Regions from separate parts of the Cyprinus carpio genome. Here region 2 is linked to region 1. The links are chromatin contacts, called in public Hi-C maps. All regions are on one chromosome and are shown on one strand. Each heading gives the region's core, a stretch centred on a gene start, on an enhancer-like site or on the middle of the called end of the contact. The rest is flanking DNA. Distances are from core to core; before and after follow the strand shown. Region 1 overlaps zbtb16a (zinc finger and BTB domain-containing protein 16-A). Region 2 holds the start of zbtb16a (zinc finger and BTB domain-containing protein 16-A).

What was found. A called contact is a pair of places that touch in the nucleus more often than the background predicts.
Region 2: a Hi-C map of skeletal muscle shows a contact between it and region 1, with 5 times the contacts expected there. The contact joins the promoter of zbtb16a here to the enhancer-like site in region 1. A contact is called at or near these places in 7 of 8 Hi-C or Micro-C datasets (liver and skeletal muscle).

What each region holds. Positions count from the first base shown.
Region 1 is chrA21:11,834,013-11,837,322 of ASM1834038v1, reverse strand. All of the region lies in intron 4 of zbtb16a (zinc finger and BTB domain-containing protein 16-A), which reads left to right. Among protein-coding and RNA genes, the nearest start is that of htr3a, 44 kb to the right of the region's middle. Within about 2 kb of position 1,647, at least 1 of the 8 cell types and tissues checked has an H3K27ac peak or open chromatin away from gene starts, as enhancers often do. A contact at or near this core is called in skeletal muscle, where this site is marked.
Region 2 is chrA21:11,919,492-11,922,848 of ASM1834038v1, reverse strand. It overlaps zbtb16a (zinc finger and BTB domain-containing protein 16-A), which reads left to right and starts at 2,027. Exons shown (of 7, transcript XM_042710880.1): 1 at 2,027-2,177.

The DNA.
Region 1 (3,310 bases), core at 398-2,897:
TTTTTTTTTTTTTTTCAAATAATTGTAAAGTATTATTACAATTTAAAAGTATATATAGATTTTTTAAAATATATTATATAGATAACATAATATAATATATATTTTAAGAAATATACATTTATAATACTTTTTTATTTATAACTATGTAAATATAATTTATATAATTTCTAGAGGTATATATATTTTTTTTTTTTTTTAAACATGAATATGGTCCCTTCATAGTTGCGTTTTTTTTCCTTGAAAGTCACCTTCAGGACAGGGCGCTTACAAGAAATACTTCTAGGGGCAGTGATATGTTTTTCAGCGCTATTTGTTTTTGTGTATTTTTTATGTCTTTTTTCTTGTATTGTGGCAGTGTTTGTAGGTAAAGGCTGATGGGGTTGGATTGCTCTGAGACAGCATGGCATCAGAAATGGTGTCCATGTGCCGGTCAGCTGCAGCTGATTAAATGACTATTAGCTGTGCCAGACTCTATCCCCATATCTCATTCTACATCCATTACTGAGCAAGCTGTCCCACTCTCAAGCGGAGGACCCATCTGTCCGAGCCCCACTGACCGCCTGCACCCAGCTTGGTTACTGTAGGCCTTCATTATCCTCATTGCAGTTTGGCCGAACACTTGCTATTATTGCTGCATTTGAGACATGTCTGAATGATGTACAAACTAACTTGATTTCCTACTATTTTTAGTGACAGCATGAGAGTGGTAAGATACATAAAGCATATTTTTTATTCATATATATATATTTTTTTTTTTACATAAAATAAAAAAATGCACTAATTTGTAACTTAATTCACATCATAATTACAATTTCCTTGAGGAGCAGCTTCCCATGAGCATAAAGTGAAAAGTGACATGACATACAACCAAGTATGGTGACCCATACTCAGAATTTGTGCTCTGCATGTAACCCATCCAAAGTGCACACACACAGCAGTGAACACACACACACTGTGAACGGCACCCGGGGAGCAGTTGGGGGTTCGGGTCCTCGTTATTCGGGCACATTTCCGTTCCTAGTCGTGCGGCCCGAGACTCGAAGCCACAACCTTAGGGTTAGGAGTCAAACTCTCTAACCATTAGGCCCCGACTTCCCCTAGGACTTATTATTTACTATTTAATTGTTTTGTATTTTGTGCTTTATGATATCCTCTTTTGTTTTTTATGTTTCTCTGTGTGTTATGGTTTGTGTTTTTAGGGTTACAGCTCTGTGAATTGTGGCAGACTTTAAACCCAAAATCATTTGACCCACATGTCAATTTAGCTTTTCAAGCTCTATTCAGAGGGCTGTAAGATTTAAACGAAAAGACTGAAAATGATTATCTGAATGTGTTTTGTGGGATTTTGCCGGTCCAGCAGAGGCAGCAGCTTAGACCCTGTTTGACTCTTAAATCCTTTGAAGTGGTGCGTGTGTGTGTGTGTGTGTGTGTGTCCTTACGCCAGGTCTATTGAACACAAGCTTTTTATTTTGATTTTTTTTTCCCTCTCCTTTCCCCAAATACAGAGGGCACAAGTGCTTGTACTCTGTATCAGTGACCAAATTAAATCAAGCGCAGAACGGCCTGGCCTCTCTCTTCTAATTTTGTCCCTAGATAGGATCTAAATGAGTTTTCCAGTGGGTGAGATGCTCAGTTGGCTGATAGATACCATGTGAAGACGTGCGGCCAACACCCAAAAAGTAATCATCTGTTGGCAAGAATGTTTAGCCATTAGGCGAAGTATAAATTCCCACAATGAGCTCCACTTTTATCAACTGACTCGGTGCGGAGTCAATGTAAGCAGTCCGCTTGGAAACTTTGACGAAGACCCACCGCAGTCAACGGGCTGCACTGAGGGTCACCGTCCCAGCTTAGTAGGTACAGTGGGGGGAACAGGGTTTTGTGTCATCTCTGCGTGATGACCGCAGCGTGCATTGTTTCTCAGCGGAGATTTGACATCAAATAGTAATGTCTAAATCCGCCTGGCACAGCGTTAGGGAAGAATCTTGACGAGAGAGAGCCTTTGTGAGGAGAGACAGCAGCACATGTCCAAAAGAAAATAAAAGTTTTGTGGGGAGATTACAGACTCCTGTAGGCCCGGCGATTCACATGCTGTAAAGAAGCCAGCAGGAATCTCCCGATCTTGTTCGCCAAACTCGCCCGAGATGGGACGCCCCTGCCCGCTACAATAAGACTCATCCTGTGTTGAACAAGCATTATCCGCTTCGGTTCTGATTGTGTTGTATCTCAGGTGCTAATAACCATAGGTAATTAAATGCTGAGGGGGAGGTAAGATATGAAAAGGAGGTGGAAAAAAACTGAAGTACAGAAAAAATCTGCTGCTATGATACAACTAAAAAAAAACGTGTGATAAAAGTCAGAAATGGTTGAGTTTAGAACCTTTGTGTTTGTGTTTAATGGATTGAAGTATTCCTGTGATTGGTTTGAATAGTCAAGGATTTGGTGTGGATGGAAAAGGGTTAATTGAAGATGGGACAGTTTTATTTTGTTCCTTCAGCTTTTCGAGTAAATCCAACCCCCCAAACCCTGTAATTAGATTTGAGCTGTTTGCAGACATCCCAAAAGTGATCTGTACAAAGCATTAAAAAAAGTGTACCCTTTAATTTACAGTGCAAATACTTTTCCATTAGCGATGGGGGATTTGGTGCTGTTTATTCCCCTGAAAGGAGAGGGGGAGTGAAGGGAGGTGGAAGACACTCTTCTGTTACTTAATTGTGAACTCTGAGATTAGTGTGAACACTTCCAACCTTTCACCCCAAACAAAGGAGCTATCAGGTCTTGTTGCCTAGTGACACGGTCTTCACACTGGCCAATTTAAACAGTGAGCTGGTTCTCACTACCTGTGCCTGTGCAATTGATGGAGCAGTGAGTGAATGATTCCATAACAGCTTTTGATCTTCATCTTCATTTCTGGGCCAGATATGAATGCGTCCATATTTGAATGCCTTCATATACCTGGCTAGAGTAAGGACCTTCATATCTGCAGTTATAGATATTTTTTTTGTTTTATGGTCCATTTATGTATGCCTTCATATACCTGGCTAGAGTAAAGACCTTCATATCTCTGCAGTTATAAAAGGTTCTTCCAGTAAGGCTGTTTCCTGGTATTTATGTTTTTATTACACTCCATAAAAATTTCATGGCTCCACCCCAATGCTCCACCCCAGTTTTTTATTTCTAGCAATATATTTTTGACGTATTTTATTTTATGTATTATACAATACTAAATATTTTTCATATTTTAAATTCATTAAAATATTTTCTTTGCATTTTTTCTTTACAATTTTCTTTTTGAAAAGACAAGCAGATT
Region 2 (3,357 bases), core at 778-3,277, 85 kb before region 1:
TGCATTCAGAACCTATTTCATGGTGTTATGCATCAAAATATGTATGTGTAATTATAATAATTACACAAATCCAATAATAAGGGTCTCCTGCACTCCTGCAGAGCCAAGGCCGATGAATTGCACACAAATGCGACTTTCCTTAAAGAACATCATCTCACTTATGTTTATAATGCATGAATGTACATGTATGACTTTACCAAGAGCTTAAGTTTTAGAGTTAGATTTCAAAGAACATTTTTAATGTAAACATATATTGTTTATACATAATTTACATATGTAATTTCATGTTTTTTTGAAACTGTGCTAGCTTGTCCTTTTGATTATAAAAAATAAATAAATAAATAAAAATCAGTGTATAATTTGGGTTTTATCAGAGCCCTCTCCAGTAAAATGTGGATTAGATGGAGATTAGGGCAGTGCCTTTGTCTTTATCCCCAAGTAAGCCAGCACAGCATGCAGCTCAAAGGTGATGGCACTCTATGATCTCCCATCTCTAGCTTTACAGGGTCTAGTGCAGATTTTACACCGTTTCCCTCCATTTTCAGGCTGTCATTGCACTGAAAATACAAGTGACAAATGTAGCTGACAGCAACGGAATAGAATTTGTAGTATGACAATGTTCAGTTTGTCAAAACAATTTAATGAAATGTAGCCTGGATGATTTGTTTTACCTAATACTAATTAAGTATAATTCTAGTTAAATTAAGCATATATCATTATATTAGTAGCCTACTCAACTGTGCTATTTTAGGACACCATGAATATGAACTAAAATGCACTTTTTACATTCTATCTCTGTATTCAAAATATTTATTTAGTTACCACTTGTAGTAAACTTGAACCATCTTCCATACACTAAAACATTCAAGTACATACATTCATACATTTTATTTTAAATTCAAAGAGAGAACAGTATGTTAAAAGCGCATTTGTGACCCTGGACCACAAAAGCAGTCATACACAGCTATATTTGTAGCAATAGCCAACAATTGCATGGGTCAAAATGATCAATTATTCTTTTATGCCAAAAATCATTAGGATATTAAGTAAAGATCATGTTCCATGAAGATATTTTGTAAATTTCCTACGGTAAATATATCAAAACTTCATTTTTGATTAGTAATATGCTAAGAACTTCATTTGGACTATTTTAAAGGCGATTTGTTTTTTTTTGCTTTTTTATTTGCACCCTCAGATTTCAGATTTTGAAACAGTTGTATCTCTGCCAAATATTGTCCTTCTTGTACAAATATAATTTTCAAAAAAATTGACCCGGTTTTGTGGTCCAGGGTCACATTTTAGTTTGTATTCATGGTGTCCCAAAATAAATAGCACAGTTGAGTATACACTTAGATGACCTTAAGTTTATCTTAGAAGTACTAAATAATCATTTTTAGTATATTAAGCACAAAATTAGTGCGCGAAAATAGAGCACTTTAAGTATATTATGGAAGTGTACTTTTTTTTCATCTGGCTCTTGAAATCTTACGTGTCTGTCATTCAGTAACTAATTAGTGTGAATAAATTCTCTGATGATAAATAAAATTCTGAAAACGGATTAAAATAGCCTGCCTTTATGGAACATGACACTTAATATAATGAACTTGTGTTAGATCATGATCGTCATGCTTTGTTTGTCTGAATTAGTTTATTTGGGTCAAGCACACAAGGAATTTGGCATAGTAACAAAAGCTCCAGCTACTCACAACCAGACAAGAATTACAGAAAAATATCATATTTACGTTTACGAGCAAATAGGTTTCAAGAATGTGTAAAAATAGTGGATGTGGCACTCATGGGATCTAAATACGAATTTACGCATCGCGCTCGCTGCAGACCTCAGTGAGAAGTCACCTGGTTGTAGAAGTAGTAGCAAAGGTGATGGTGCTTGAAGGTTAATGATTAAAGTCCAAACGCTGTGATAGATAGTGTCCCAGACACGCTGGCCTATATTCGACAGCCCCCTAGGTGTCTCACTTTAGCAGTGTTTGTCAGGACTCCGGCGAGGATGTGTGCTGACGTCACCGCCGTGATGATTTGCTAAGCGGCGGGCGGAGAAGAGTTAGTGCGCGTGAAAGAGAGAGAGAGCGAGAGAGAGAGAGAGCGGGGACTGTGAACCGCGTTACTATGCCACAGTCCTAATAACCGCACGCTCGGAAGCCAAACGTGCAAGACAGGTGAGTACAGGCGCGCACCTTTAAAACACCCACGGCTCCTGACAGACCCATCTGTCTGCGTGTTTTCAGTTTGGGAAGTGTTCACATTAGGAGATGATCCGCCTTGTGTTGATCAGATGTGTTTGCGCTCAGCATCACGTCAAGTTACTGTGTTTCTACTGTTGCTTCAAGAGAAGGTGAATTGGGAGAATGCACCGAAAAAGTACAAGTGTGGCTGTCAGTGTGGCGCAGGCTCAGGGCACCTGATGGATATGGCTGTTAATGTTCATCTTTACACATGTGGAGATGTTATGTTGACGTAAGCGTGTGTTTTAGTATTCGGGGGACGTGAAGTCTGCTCGCGCACCAGACAGTGACGTGCTTCCATGTGCTTTATTCTCAGCTTGACTGCTTCAAAACCCCCGGAGAGTTTAAATATGTCCTAACTGAAAAAGTATGTCGTAGAAACAAACAAATGTCGGGGTTTTGATGATTATTATTTTGGTTGTCAGTAGGTCTGGTCATTTAATCAGGGCTACCGTGGAGGTACTGTCTTTCAAAATGAACCGAACTGTATTGGTTGTGTTTTTTTTAAAGTGAAATAACCTTTGGTTTATTTTTATTTTTTTGTTTATTTTATAAAAATACTGAAATAGATTAATTTAACATGAACGCTATTTTGCTTTTTCGCCCGATGTGTTTGTGCATGTAATAAAATAACAATCGGGTTCTTTAAATTCAATTGATTCACGTGTGAACAGTAGAATAATCATGTATTGATCAGTCAAATGAGCTCTGACTGGACTTTTCATCGGTCTTTTTTATCATATATGAGGTAGATAACGCTCATCACAGCAGTAGTTGGCTAATACGAATGTACTGATATTTTCTTGACTTTTGTTTGAGTTGTACAGTTCGCGTGCGTGAACTGGCGTCGTTATTGCAAACGTCTCATCAGTTAACTGCACTTCAAAGACAACGTATTCATTTCTCACTTATTACTCGCCTTCCGGTACTTTGTAGAATTTAAACAGCGTGAAATCCCTCGAATATATTTATCTTCTGTCGTCCTTTAGCCTAACTTTCGCTTATTTGCTGTCTGAAACGGTATTCACAGTGAAAAAGCCCGTCATTCACCGCTGAGATCTTAGTGTTGTTTGATATAAAGACTATTTACTAGTCTGTACATGTACTATTTTTA